Linked DNA regions of Xenopus tropicalis: region 2 is linked to region 1. The links are chromatin contacts, called in public Hi-C maps. All regions are on one chromosome and are shown on one strand. Each heading gives the region's core, a stretch centred on a gene start, on an enhancer-like site or on the middle of the called end of the contact. The rest is flanking DNA. Distances are from core to core; before and after follow the strand shown.

What was found. Hi-C and Micro-C count contacts between places; a contact is called where the count stands out from the background.
Region 2: a contact with region 1 is called in a Hi-C map of gastrula embryo, with 1.6 times the contacts expected there. The contact joins two enhancer-like sites. A contact is called at or near these places in 2 of 5 Hi-C or Micro-C datasets (gastrula embryo and neurula embryo).

What each region holds. Positions count from the first base shown.
Region 1 is chr6:137,267,278-137,274,693 of UCB_Xtro_10.0, forward strand. The region is part of intron 1 of ext1 (exostosin glycosyltransferase 1); the gene reads right to left. Among named protein-coding and RNA genes, the nearest start is that of ext1, 37 kb to the right of the region's middle. Within about 2 kb of position 3,699, at least 2 of the 11 cell types and tissues checked have an H3K27ac peak or open chromatin away from gene starts, as enhancers often do. A contact at or near this core is called in gastrula embryo and neurula embryo, where this site is marked.
Region 2 is chr6:137,309,648-137,317,063 of UCB_Xtro_10.0, forward strand. No RefSeq gene overlaps it. Among named protein-coding and RNA genes, the nearest start is that of ext1, 5.8 kb to the left of the region's middle. Within about 2 kb of position 2,689, at least 2 of the 11 cell types and tissues checked have an H3K27ac peak or open chromatin away from gene starts, as enhancers often do. A contact at or near this core is called in gastrula embryo and neurula embryo, where this site is marked.

The DNA of each region.
Region 1 (7,416 bases), core at 2,449-4,948:
CAGTAGGGGGTGCTGATCTATTGCTGCCTACAGAGAATGCCTTAGCAGAAGAAACCAATATCAATATTACAATATCATGTCTCTCTCTGTGAAAAATATGATTAATACAATTAATTTAATCATTATTGCAGGCTTACAGGCACTGACAGGGTTAATTTAACTGTTCTGCCAATGGGGAGGTGCAGCGAGTCTGATTCATATCGACTGACTGGACCCGGGATCTGTTCAGCTTTCCAGCTTTAGCAGTATCCTGGAATACCCGAGGCTCACAGGCTGTGCTGGGAGTTGCAGTTCAGCCACAGGTTAGACATATGCCTGGGTTAGTTCCCAAATTAGGAAATGTGTGTTCCTGTTCAAATGTTTCTCTTCCCGGCGGGAGCGCGGAGGGATGGAAGGACCACACTCATTAAGAAGAAATCTCTGGCACCTTCCAGGCCAAATGCTGCAATGGAGCGGTTCCAGCCCATCTGCTTGCGAGGCTGCACTGGAAGGAATATATATACATATACGTACATCTCACTTCCAAATGCTGCCTCCCGCTCAGTAGGAGGAACGGCACAAAATCCCAGACACATCGCCCAGGGCTCAGACTAATCAAGAAACACACAAAATAGTTAATTTCCTAATTTATTCCTTCCTCTTCCTTTCATCTCGTTCCATGGGCCCTCGCCAAGCCTTTCATTCTGCCATCCCGCATTATTTTTGCCAGAAACCAATGCGCGGCACTCCATACTTGCCTTACCAGCAGTTCAAAGCTGCCTTTCCCACAGTACCACACCCACCCAAACCCAAACAACATCCAAAAACGTAACGGCAGCAAACCCACAATGCAATGCTGTATCGGCTTCAGCATGGAAGCCGCCATCTTTAAATTAAGGCTTGTCCAAACTCCCTTCCACTGACCAATGGAACAGTAATGGGTTTTACTAAACAGAACATCTCTCAGACACCTAAATCCATAACTGGCCGTCATAATGCCCCTTAACGAGCCTTTTTAAAGCAGCACTTTACTAGGGGGTGAGAAAAAGTTGGTCCTTGGACACAAACACAGTAGGATGTGCCTGTGCCATCACAAGAACAGCAGTTCCCTATCAGGTCTGTGTACTTGCAGGCTGCCCATCCACCAGATTGGTGCCCCTCCTGTCATTGCAGAGTCTAATAAGTGTGACCAGCTCCCCGGCCTTGCTTGGGAAAGTAGCCAGCCAGAAATGGACCAGATGGCCAGTGCTAGCACAGTTTTAGGCTGGAGTCCCAGGTTCAGTTCCAAGCAGGTCCCGGTTGTCTTGCAGTAGCTTCCTCCAGTAACTCCCATTCAAAAACATACAGGCAGGTTAACTTGATAAAATTGACCCCCAGTGTATGTGTAAATGCAATAGGGACCTTAGACTGTAAGCTCCACCGGGGAGAACTGAAGATGTATAATTTCTGCAAAGTGCTGCAGAATCAGCCAACACTACGTAAAGAATTGGGTTATGTTCCAGTGCCACTGCTACCACATACATTTATATAAGATTATAACTAGGGGGAAACAAAAAAAAAAAAAAGCAGCTCTGACTCCTTCCATAATTCATCGGCAGGGCTCAGCCATTAGAAGGGCAGGTTTTCATTTCCTTCAAGGATATCGGTGAGAGGAAGAGATGTATTGACTTTAATATTTTCAGCAGCGCAAGGGAAACTGACATTAAAAATGAATGCCTTCATTCTAACCGGCTACGTTTCCATTAAGCAGGGGGTTTAAAACTTCTGTTTGCGTAAATACCCCGTGCGAGACGCCGCTGCGTGCCGGGAATTGCATATTTTAAGCAAAGCGCCAACAAAATGAGGGGTTTTGAATCGAAATAAAAAGGAGCATCGCTAGAGCCCTCATCCCAAGTTATACTAGGCTACGAGCAGTTCATCCAAGTGGAAAAGTTATTTTATAACAATAGATATTTTTTCCATATAAAAGAGAATATTTTTTTTGAACGGCCTTATATTATATGGTTTCTGAGAAACACAATCCTAAAGGTTTGTGCCAGGTATTAGGGTGCCCCTAAGGACAATGTGGATGTACCTTATGCAAGTGGTGGCGGGTGAATGAGGCCTTTAGGCTTGGCGTTCAGGCAAACAGAGGCATCTATAGAGGGTTGGCCAAGTGTTGCTTTGGAAATAAGGAGAGCAATTCATGCACAGAGCAAACAATCAGGCTGGGGAGGCTTCCTAGAACTGGGCTATGGGAACTGTAAATAAGAGCTGAAAAGCTTTCACTCTGCACATGAAGCAACTGGGACGAGGGGGGGGGGGGGCGGGGGTTCCTTTCAAAGGGACCAATGGACGTACCGGGTGCACAAAACCAACATTCCGAAAAGCCTTCCACCACAGGAGAAGGAAGGCCCCGCAGGAACACTGCATAAGCACGTCGGAAACAACCTTAAATTTGGCTGGTATTTTATTTGCTATTCCGCGGCCCACAAGCTGCAAAGGTGCAACTCCCAGCACCCTGCGGGGAATTTCCATAGTTCATGGCTGCAGGTTAGGCATCTATGTCTTCAGCCAACTCACTTTCATTTAAAAGATTCCTGCTTATAAACCCACATCGACTCCTGCCCGTGTCTCAAATTCTGCCCGGCTGCGTACACGAAGGTATCACTCACATTAGAGTAAAGGAGAATTATTGGATGTGATGTGAATTACCAACATTTACCGTCGGAGCAACCAGGGATAAATAAGTGTATAGCCAAGGGGGAGCCGGGCTTCTGCTACACCGTGCAAAACCAACACACCATCAGCCTACTGGGACCTTAACTTCCAACTCAATTAACGTGAGGGGTGGGGGTAACAGGCGGCAGAGGCAAGTGCAGACTCAGGTGAAATCTCTATACTTAGCAGCCTCTCTGCCTTTCTGCACTCATATGGTTAAAAAAAAAAAAATCAATAAAAAATGATTAATATATACATATTTCCTTGACACACACACACCATGCTGCAGGGTTCAGGTCTCCATAGAACATAAAGAAATATTATAATAATAAATGACTAATGAAACATTAATAAGCCAATGTTATATTTAATCATGTTCACTTATATAGTCCCTGGGATATATAACACTGTATATAAGCATTTACACTCCAATTTCACCCTAAGGGTAATGCAACATGGGGCATTTGGACCACAGCTGAATGTCACCACTTCATGTGTGAGAGATGGGCACTTTTACATTTCATATCTTTTGGCATTTTTAGCCACCTCCATTTTCCTTCAGGCGACAAAAATCTTTAAGCCCCACAGGCCTAACAGGCCTTTTGATTGGCCACAGCTTCCATTGCTTTAAGGCTACCTAGGCGTGCCAGCCCTAAACAACCACTGCCCTAGGGCTAATGCCACACCAGGCACATTTGCAACAGTATTGTGCCAAATTCCACTTTGTATGCCTGCACTTGCAATGATGCAATGGCACCGGGCACAGGCACAACAATCACAAATGCTCAGTATCAGCAGGCAGAACCTACAGTACAAAGCACCGGTCTATCATGGCTGCGCTGCTCTGCCTATATCCCTTATCACGGTTACACATTAACATTAAACAAATACAGACCTATGTCATGTGATCTTTTAGGTTTTTGCCGCATGTGGAAAAATGTGTCTATTCATGCAAATAAGTCTTGACTTCACTAATCTGACCTTTCCCAGCCTGACCCTGACCAATTACTGAAAGCCCTGCCTCCAGGACCCCCAACTGCCCTGTTGCTAGGGGATAAAGACCAACAGGTACACATGTAGACAAGGAAGGAAAAGGGGCACGATGGTTGTTGGAAATGATTTACACTGGGACACTTGGGACTTTATTGTCCCAAACCTTATGTAGGATGGTCTGGTTGGCACACACATTGAAATGAATAATGTACAGAATACAATTATATGCACTATTGTACCCAGCATACTCTTGGGAATCACCTTTAGATATCAAGTTAGAGAACCAGGGGTTTTATGGTATAAGTTTGGGGATCCCTGCACTATAGGCTTTGCCCAACCATCAGCTTTTTAGTGATGCCAGCTTAGTGGATGTACAGAAGAGCCTGAAGTCCTACTCCTGAAACCAAAAGCCAATACGCTAGTTATAGTTAGCTAGTAATAAACATAATTCACTGTGTGTTTATGCTATTTCTCCAAGCCTACCAACCAACATTAGCTACACAATGTGATGGATACAAAGCAGAAGACATTAACGGCCGCAATAACCCTAATCTTGGAATAGACTTCTGCTTTCCCTCTACTGCTGGAATGTCCATGGCTAATATTAATCATCATAAAAATGCAAGTCAATAAGCCATAACGGAGGAGTTGCCATGGAAACTGAAGAAGCTGCTCTGACACTAGCCTGAGTGCTTCTTACCCTCCTGTGCCGGCAATGGTGCTACCTTGGGAGCTCAAGCAATAAGGGGACCATGGGGGCTAAAAGGCACGCTGCCCGGGAGGGTTAGGGAAACAGAACATGGATTAACTGTAGCGTATAATGCACTTAGTCGCAAATGAACGCAGATGTGAGCCAACAGGATTTAGATACAAGTAATCACTAGTAATTAACAGCCCTAAACGTAGATTTTGCTTGGGCGCCTTCATTAGCGCCGAATCAAAATATTTTAACCTGGCCGATCGGCGAGACAACCGATATCCGCAGCCTTCGTGATATGGGTCATCTCTTTGAGCCGCCATACACGCACCGTGACAAGTAGCTGGTACTCCGTGTGAGACACACTGGGCTACTAGTAGCAGCTACTTTTCAAGACTACTAAATTCCAGAAAATATCCTGCCATAGCCAATACTGAGAATTGCCTCTTTAAAAACACATGTAGAGACAATTATCAGAAAATTATCAGCTTTGATCTTTTTAGTATCCACAACAAGTAGCTGCTACTAGAAGCTCCATGTGTCTTCACCCTGAGGGCCAAAGGGTGCTAAGTCAGCCACCCACACAGTAGATCATAAGCTCCTGATCTGGAACATGGCCACGGCCTCTGCGTGGGTGGAAGGAGGAAGGAAAAGGCAGCCCTGGTATAACATTTTAGGCCCAAGACATAGGAACCCCTTAGATGCCTCCAGTACAGAATGGAAGTCCATCAGGAGGGGACCATCAACGCAACAACACAGTCCAATGCTGATAACATTTTTTTAACCTGCCCAATAGATATCTGGCCAACACAAACATATCTAGGCAGGCCATGGGCAAGGGCCCATACACATGCCAATTAACTGCTGACTCAGTATGGAGGGACAGAGTATGCAGCTGATATATATTTCTATATGGCTATTTTGGAGTGACAGTGACCGACTGTAAATGATTATCCCTTTAAACTGCGTCGGCGCCATTGGCTAATTATATATATCACAGAGATGCTGGACTTAGAGAGACTGCTGCTTTCAGCCAGAGCACAAGTTGGTTAAAGCACTTCACTGCGGTTTGCACTGCGTAGGAAGGGAGAGCGCTTCTGAGAGAGCGAGAGAATGCCTGCCTTCTCACACCAAGGCAATATATTCCCCCCTCTTATTAATGGGATGACCTCTAAATCAGCCCGCTCTACATTTTAACAAACAGTGCAAAAGGTTTAACACTCTGTTCCCATTCATATAAGTGGATGCTAAACCTTGGCAGCCTCTGATAAATCCATATCCCGCTCCGTTACAGTACGGCAATTTGTTCAAGGTTTCTAGGAAACTGCAGGCAATGAGCAACGGCGGCTGCCATATTCTTCTGCCGGTATCTAATGCGAATAATAAGCCATGTTCTATAAAATATCCAAAGGCTCTCTGCGTATGCGCACCACCATATATGTGCCGGGCAGAGGGCCACGGGTTAAACATGACTATCTGATCCCTGAAGCCTTCTAAATCGATATTGCGGGGGGCACCATCAACTCAGGCGGCCCAAAAATCTCTTGAAGGTGTAGGAAATCTGCCCATGTCCTCATCTCTTACTTGCCCTTTAAAGCAATTCAGACTCCTTAGTCAGAGAACATGTGAGCTGTTCATGTTTGCACACACGCCAGGGCTCACATGCAAATGAATTGAAGTTTCACAAGCACCGACAGAGAGGAAGAGATTGTGGTTTGTGGTCTCGAATGAAACCTCCAGTGCACAGATTGGTTACAATGGAGCGCTGCGTGCAACCTATGCATATGGCTACCCCATATCTGGCCTTTCCGGCCCTGCGCTGGCTCTCCCTCAGCTCCTGTGCAGCAACATAAATGTCACGCCTGTTACAGGGTCATTCCTGCCGATTATAACTGCCCATTCAGTAGCATTTACTGCTTACACGTTTATTAATAGGGCACCCTAAGAATCTTAGGTGCCACCCTGCCAGCACAAGCTGGGGCCAGTTTTTAAAAAAAAAACAAAAAAAACTTGTTGGCTTTGATAGTTTCCTTGGAGGTGCCAACTTGACCACTGCCCCAATGGCTTTATGTGGCCTTTTCCAATTCCGACAGAATGGTGGATTTGCAAAAAAAACACTGGCACAACAGGCAGAAGGGCTACCTGCAAGCACTGGCAACTTGGCAACTGGAGCCCCAGGATCTGAAATTAAAATCTACATCATCACATACTTTCCCCTGTCCTTAGAGACAAAAATAACTAATAAACCTTACAGCGGTCTACATTGTACTAGAAGAACACCAAAATGCAGCTCTGCTGAGCAGAAGTAAAGAGAGAGCCGCTTGTCAGCTTTGATTGCCATTTGTTGTGCCAGTGTGCGGCTACTACGGCACCTTTCATGCCACCAATGCACTCTATTAAAGTTCATCTGCCAATGGAATACTGACCAGCTTTGCTCAGCAGAGGCAAGCAATATGGCAGCCTCCAAAGAGATGTAGAAATGCAGGGAAGGAATTCTCAGCGTCTATTACCTACTGCCTTGATCTTAACTATTTAAAGGAGGGGGGAGTTGTAAGATTTAGCAAACTTATAAATAGGATTCATTTTCCCTTTAAGGAAAAGGCTGTGCATGGTAGCAGTAATGCAATAGGCAGATATAATGGGCAGATCTGAAACCTGTCACCCACCAGCTGCTCTTCAACTGCACAAGGGATTGTTTTGCTGGTATCAGATCATCATGGGGGGCACAAACCCAGCGGGTAAAGAATGCAAAAGTAGATGCAAAACTGTATCAAATGATTATATGAGAAAGTGAACGTTGTAGTCTTGGGTTTCCATTCTGAGCAGCACACTAAGAGGAGTTTGGACATAGGATAGCACTGGAGGGTTAACTGGGTTCTGGGCACAAAGGAAGGGTAACATCAGTGGCAGAGGCTGCTGGGAATAGTAGTTTACAAATAGTTACATGACGCCCTTACATGCCGTGTCGGGCAGTTCCCACTGAAGCGAAATTCATACACCGAATAACACAGCTTATTTCTATCATAGCCACAAAAAAAGGATTCGCC
Region 2 (7,416 bases), core at 1,439-3,938, 41 kb after region 1:
AGCAAAAACCCCAGCTGTACCAGTGCAGGAATGGCTGCCCCCGGGGCTACACAGCAGGGTATTTATATAAACTATAGTAGGGTTTCTGTAGCAAACACCCCAGCTGTACCAGTGCAGGAATGGCTGCCCCCGGGGCTACACAGCGGGGTATTTATATAAACTATAGTAGGGTTTCTGTAGCAAACACCCCAGCTGTACCAGTGCAGGAATGGCTGCCCCCGGGGCTACACAGCGGGGTATTTATATAAACTATAGTAGGGTTTCTGTAGCAAACACCCCAGCTGTACCAGTGCAGGAATATCTGCCCCCGGGGCTACACAGCGGGGTATTTATATAAACTATAGTAGGGTTTCTGTAGCAAACACCCCAGCTGTACCAGTGCAGGAATGGCTGCCCCCGGGGCTACACAGCGGGGTATTTATATAAACTATAGTAGGGTTTCTGTAGCAAACACCCCAGCTGTACCAGTGCAGGAATGGCTGCCCCTGGGGCTACAAAGCAGCTTATTTATATAAACTATAGTAGGGTTTCTGTAGTAAACACCCCAGCTGTACCAGTGCAGGAATGGCTGCCCCCGGGGCTACACAGCAGCTTACTTATATAAACTATAGTAGTCTTTCTGAGGCAAACACACCAGTAGTAGCAATGCAGGGCAACAGTACATAATATTGTAATTACTTTTATACACTTTCATTTTTTGGTGTTACTGTTCCTTTAAAGCACATAGTCACTGCTTTATAGCATATTTGTCAGTGTGCCACCGCATATTGACCTGCCTGCTGCACTGATATGTAAAGGACCCGCAGTGCTTACAGGTGATTGGTGTTTAGATAAGTTAGGTTACCCATGTATGTTTTTTTCCAAGCAACATGTCAATCTTTCTCCCAAGGGGAGATGGCATATCATACAGGAATGTAGATTCAGTAATGTGTAACTGTCAGGAAATGAAGTTACATAAGGTTGAAAACACATGGAGCAACATAGTAGCAGCTACTTGTCATGGCTACTAAACCCCAGAATATACCCTGCCATAGACAATACTGAGAATTGCTTCTGCTAAAACACACGTAGAGACGGTTATCAGTAAATGATCAGCATTGACTGTTTTAGTAGCCACGACAAGTAGCTGCTACTTAGTAACTCCATGTTTCTTCACCCTAAGAGTAAGAACGTCTGTTTCCTATTATCCAATGTAGAACTCTGAACCAACATGGCCCCCAGACAGTAGCTTATTAGCCCAAGCATAGGGTTCCCAGGAGATCCTGCCCAGCTGGATATTAATGAATTTCTTCCAGATATCAGTTATTAAGAACCCCATTATGGTCCAATCATTGGCCCTGGCGTTAACCAACCTGGGTACATTTTCTTGTATGGTTACTTGGCTTGGTAAGCAAGCGGATCTTAAAGTGCGTAGTCAGCATTAATAATATCACTGGCCTACATGTCCCTGTGTTCTGGGTGGGAACTTTCACAGTTTATAGCACAGCACCTACATCTGGATCAGTATAAACTGGATGGATGTAGCTGTAATTTTTTTTTTTCCGCCTCATCTACTACTTTATTCTAGAAGTTTACAGTACAACTGCAGCTCCCAGCTGGGAGTTTATGTAGTTGGTAGTAAGGTGGGTAGTATTCTTGTCTTGCAGTACTGGGATTGTAGATTCTATTTCAGCCAGGTTAATATCTGCAAGGGGATTTTACTGTCTTCCTGTGTTTGTGTGGGTTTTTTTGGTTCCCTCCCATGTTCTAGAAACACACAGGAAGGTAAATTGACCCTGTGTGTAGTAGGCACTCTAGACTGTAAAGGGGGCCATACACGGGCCAATTTCAGCTCCGATTCGGCAGCTTATCTGCCCTTGTATGGGCACCACCAACGGGCCTCCCAGACCAAAATATGCCAGATCGGGCAGGTTTGATTTTTCCGTTGGATCGTGTACCGCATCAACGACCCAGCGCAGTCCCCAATCTAACGGAAAAGTCAAACCTGCCCGATCGAATTAGCCTGATATTGCCCACCCGTAGGTGGGCATATCAGCAGAAGATTCACTCATTTGGCAAGGTTGCCAAGCGAGCTGTGTATGGCCACTTTAATTTGGGAATTGAATGAATGAATTAATCTCTGTAAAGGGCTGCAGAATAGGTTAGCATTATCGAAATACAGTGTTAAAGGCTATGACACACAGAGCTACTTGTCGCGGCTACAAAACACCAGAATGCCATAGACAATACTGAGAATTGTCAGTATTGTCTCTACAAAAACACACCATTATCAGTACTGTCTATTTGGTGGCCAAGAAAGCAGCTCCATTTGTCATTTCCCTCAAAAGGTTTTCCAGCTGCTGCAGAACATCTGCCCATCGGTTGCATCCTATAGAAGCAGATTCTCAGAGGTTCCTCAGCAGTCTTTTATGACTGACATGTGATCTACCAAATCAGAGGGGGCCGGCTCCCAGACATGCCTGTACATGCACAAGGCAGGTTTATCCTAAGCCCAGCCTCCCCTGGCCCCCCACTGGGCAGGAACTCTGCAATCTCCTTAAATTAAAACTAAATACATAAGTAACAAAGCAAGCTCTATGCAACAAACTCCTAATATATTGCTATAGATGCACTGTTATTGTGGTCACTTTGGTATCATACTGACTGCTCTTTACACAGGTTCTTCCTAGAGTCCCACAGAGATGGAGTGGGGACAGCGCCTCCTGCTGGTGAATCTCCCCACACTCCAATTCCTAATAACTGCTTATTAACTGCCTACAGAGCAGTGCTGCACAACAGGTGCTTTATGAATACATGTAAATAATAATAATAGCAAAAGGGCATATTCTATTGTTAAATATTACCAGCATTCACAGCAGAAATAGCCAATCTGCAAGTCGAAGCGTCCAATCAAAGCACTAGAATTTTTATAGTAGCGCAGCAAAGGATTAGACTAATTACAATTCATTTGTCAGAAGCAAGCTAACATTAGTACCCCTAGAGATAGGGTAAAAGAGTATTTCTATACTGAGAGTATAGTATAGACTTATCCGAATGTCTAAATCCAAGGGAGGCATCATACTGATACCTTTCATACTGATACCTTTCCAAAGATAAAATAACATGGACCAATAAAATAGTGCCAGATCATCATGAAATGTGGCAGAATGAGTGGTTGCTATGATTTTGAGCTAGGTATTAGTATTAATGGCACATTTCTTGCTTTAAAAATCCATAGTCAGTATAATTTCACTATAGACATGCATAGCTAATATAAGGGATGACAAATGAAGAACTAGCACAGCAAGTGGTAGGTCTTAGAAATGGGGCCCCTACCCAACCACAGGGCCCTGGGGAAATCAAATGAGCTTATCCTTTGATTGCTGGAGGCAGAGAAGCTGTAATTTCCCTCACTAGCAGCAAATCAGCTCTGTGTTGGTCTGGGCACAGTTCTGCATGGGGTTAATGCCGCTCTGTATAATATGATTCTCTCTTCACAAACACAGGGACTTGCTCCCCAGGGGTAAGTATGGAAGTCATTGCCTTGTAAAGATTAGTCCCTGTGACACAATTGCAGCATAGAATAGAGTCATACCCGTCTTCTGGTGAGGAGGATCAAGGAAGCAGATCACTTGCATTATTCCCCTAGTTATGTATATGGCTAATAATGTGTATAGTTGCTAGGTGTCAGCCCCTGGAAATGTCCCAACTGCATTGAAGAATTGTAATACTAATAACTGTAATCAATGCCTACTCATACTTTATAATCTATAGTAAGTGATAAAGGTATAACTAAATACACATGTAGTTGCTATAACCACCTTTAGGCTACTGTCACATCGGGCCTGTGTATAAGCGTTCCAATCTGCAGAATGGCGTGTCTGCACCCAGTCCCCCTGCGTCGGCCTGGGTGTTGACACACAGAGCAGATTTTGGTGCAATAATGCATACCCACATGTTTTGGCACCAGGATCCGCTCCGTGTGTCTGCAGTCTGGCCGACGCAGGGTCTCTGGGTGCAGACGCCATTCTGCAGATCAGAGTGGGGGGCAGTTTATCAGCCTGTGCTTCTATGTAGAAACCAATCGACTGATTAATATACTGTAGGTGCACTCGAACCTGTGTCTCAAACACACAAAAAAATACAGGTTTTAACAACCCTTATAAAGAGTTATACAGTAAGATTATGCTGGGAGTTGTATCTGGAGGACTGCGGGTAATATATCAAAAGGAATATTCAGGCTGAGGAGCCCCTTATAGGTTGGGCCCCCAGGGCAAAATCCTTGTCCATCCTGCCTAAAACCAACCATCATCCTAGCATCAGTCAGAACCCACAGTGTTAACTGAGCATCTCAGGATCCATCCTCCCTCTCTAGAAATCCTGGGATAAAGTGCACAGTTTTTGGAACCATAAAACACATCCTATAACAATACAGATATTGCTTGCCATTGAAACTAAAGAACTGGGGAGGCAGATATACAAAAACCGGTCAGACATCTAGGGGATCATTTGCGAACACAGTCAAGTATGAAAAGTGCATTTTTAGTAATGCAGCGTTTCTCCCAGAATTCCAGCATATTTGTGGGCGCCTATTGGTGCAACCTGCTGTAGAGACCCAGGAATTACTGCCATGATTAGGCTTCCAGGACTGCAGTTCTATAGTGAGTACCACTCCATTCTGGTATATACAGTAATGGGGGGTTTGCCACTAAACTTGCTTTCCATGTAATGAGGGAAATACTGTTTCGCATCCATTTCTCTCTCTAAATGATTGTGTAATGTGATAACTTCATGGCAGGGAAGCTATTTCTGTATTATGTAGGTGTTGATCTTCACACTTGTTTGCATTTTTTTTTAACGTCTGGATCTTTACAGTAAGAGCCTTTTTCTTGTGCATTTTGCTACTTTTTCCCACATTACTAACTATGGATTTCTGAATAATAAAGGGTTGGGGGGATATCTGTTATTGGTCAAAGGAGAATTAATATCCAGCGAAACTCTCACATTGGAGATCAATGCCACCCAAGAACCCATCTTATATGTCAATGCAGTGGTGACACAAAGTAACCTTCTGCCAGAGCGGCAACAATAGATGCACTGCCAAAATAAGCTCCTTTTACCAATGCCCACATTGATGTTGTTATTGGCTATTACTGTTCCATGGATGCAGGTCCGGCAGTGTTAGTTCCAGTTGGAGCACTGATAGACAGAAACACAAACACCGTGACTATAGGATCTTGGTTTTGATGTTCCCCTTGGCACTGCTAAGAGATTCATGAGAGGTTCCCCATTCATACCAGACTGGCAATCACCTGGGTGTGCTGTACAAGTAGCTCTTTTAGCAAGGCCTGTCCTTTTTCATTATATAAAAGTCCCCTAATGATGTCAGAACTTGCCATTTATAAGGATTCAGTGCATAAAATTGATGCATTCTGAACAATGCACCATTAAAGAGACATCCAGCACAAGGGTGCAGGCCACAGCCTCTGCACCTGTAGTAGCCACAAGCACTATGGGCATTGCCTACTTACACAACTTGGCACCCATTATCGTGCGTAGGGCTTTTTGAATTACATTTTTAATATATGTGAATATTTAGCTATCTATTGGGCAGTGCTCCCATTTATATTTTAATATATAAAAAATATATATATATACTGTATGGGTGGTATGGCCATTCTGGAGAAACCAGAGTGAATTCAAGTATATATAGGAATCATGGATTTCCAGAATAAGTCAGTATATATAGCAGTGATCCCCAACCAGTGGCTCAGGGGCAACATGTTGCTCCCCAACCCCTTGGATGTTGCTCCCAGGGGCCCCAAACCAGGGAGTTATTTTTGAATTCCTGACTTGGGGGCAAGTTTTGGTTGAATACAAACAAGATTTCCTACCAAATAAAGCCCCTGTAAGCTGATAGGGTGCATAGAGGCTGCCTAATAGCCAATCTTAGCCCTTATTTGGCACCTCCATGAACTTTTATGGTGCTTGTGTTGCTCTCCAAGTCTTTTTACATTTGACTGTGGCTCACAAGTAAGAAAGGTTGGGGTCCCCTGATATATATAGGAATCATGGATTTCCAGAATAAGTCAGTATATATAGGAATCATGGTTTATATTCTGCTTTTCTCCACCATGATACTGGCACGTAAGTGAAATGTTCTCCAACATTGCCATGTCTTCTACCAAGCGTGTATCTAACTGGTGGCGCCAGCGTACTGATTAAACAACTCACCATTCCAATATTACCTCCATTCTTGGATTATATTTGCTCAAATGCTGATATTTTGCTCATACATATCCAAAGGATTTTCATTTTGATATTACCGCAGCCCCCATGGGCCTTGTACAGATCTGTTATTGGTGGAAAATACAGTTGATCTCAAAGGCGAGAGAATGGCTGGGCTTTGTCTGAAGTGAAGTCGTTTTATGGAGTCTTTGAAGAGTCGGACACTGGGGGCAGGATAATGCTTGTATTGAACCCTCTTTGCTTCAGAGATCATTAAAGCAATGTTGTGTGATTTATATGTACAAGGCACACACAAACAGACCAAAGAGTGTTTCTTTATCGCCAGTCTGTGCGCTGTTCCTGCTGTAGCTGTTATGGCCAAATAGGTTCCTGTTGAACGTTACCCTATATAACTTTTTACAATGACACTTTTGTGCTTGCTCTTAAATGGGGCTGCAGCTTTAACAATGTTGTAAACCCCGTGGTATCACTTTCCCTTGTGACAAAAGCTCTTTTTCAACTTTTAGTTTCTCATAAAACCAGGCCCTGCCGTGGTCCCTCTGTATCCTCAGTGAGCGTTATTTATAATTGTGTAGGGCAGAGAGATTTTTGGACCAGAGGCTCATTATTAGACGGGGAAAAATATCACTGAAAGTAGATATATATATTTTATGTTTTTAACCTATTTCCTCTGCAATGCCCAACCACAGAGTCCTCAGCTGTTGCTGATTTATGTTGGCTTGCACTGATTGGTGGCCTTTGATGCATGCCATCAAATGAAAAGAGTTCAAACTGAGCACGTGCAGTGGGCGAGCAGCTTTGGAGGCAATGACGGAAGCCAAGGCTTACATTTGCTACACTATGGGGCCCATTTACTTAACAATTTTTCAGATAAATTCCTATTTTTTCCACAAGTTTGTTGTGGTCTTGGGTAAATTTCCATAAAAAAAAACGTACTTTGCGCAAAGAATACGAACATTTTTGAATTCCTTAACGCTTTGGTTATATTTTCGCCAGGTTTGATCTGTCGAGAGCCATTGAGTCCTATGGAAGGCTTCCAAAGCCAGAACTGTTTTCGTGGTGTTTATTAATTTAACGGTCCAAAAATTCCAGGACTTTCGGAACGCAATTGCGATATTTTCGTACGAACGATAAAAGCATTGTGGAGACATTTTATAACTACAGAAATTATTGTGGTTACTTCAAATT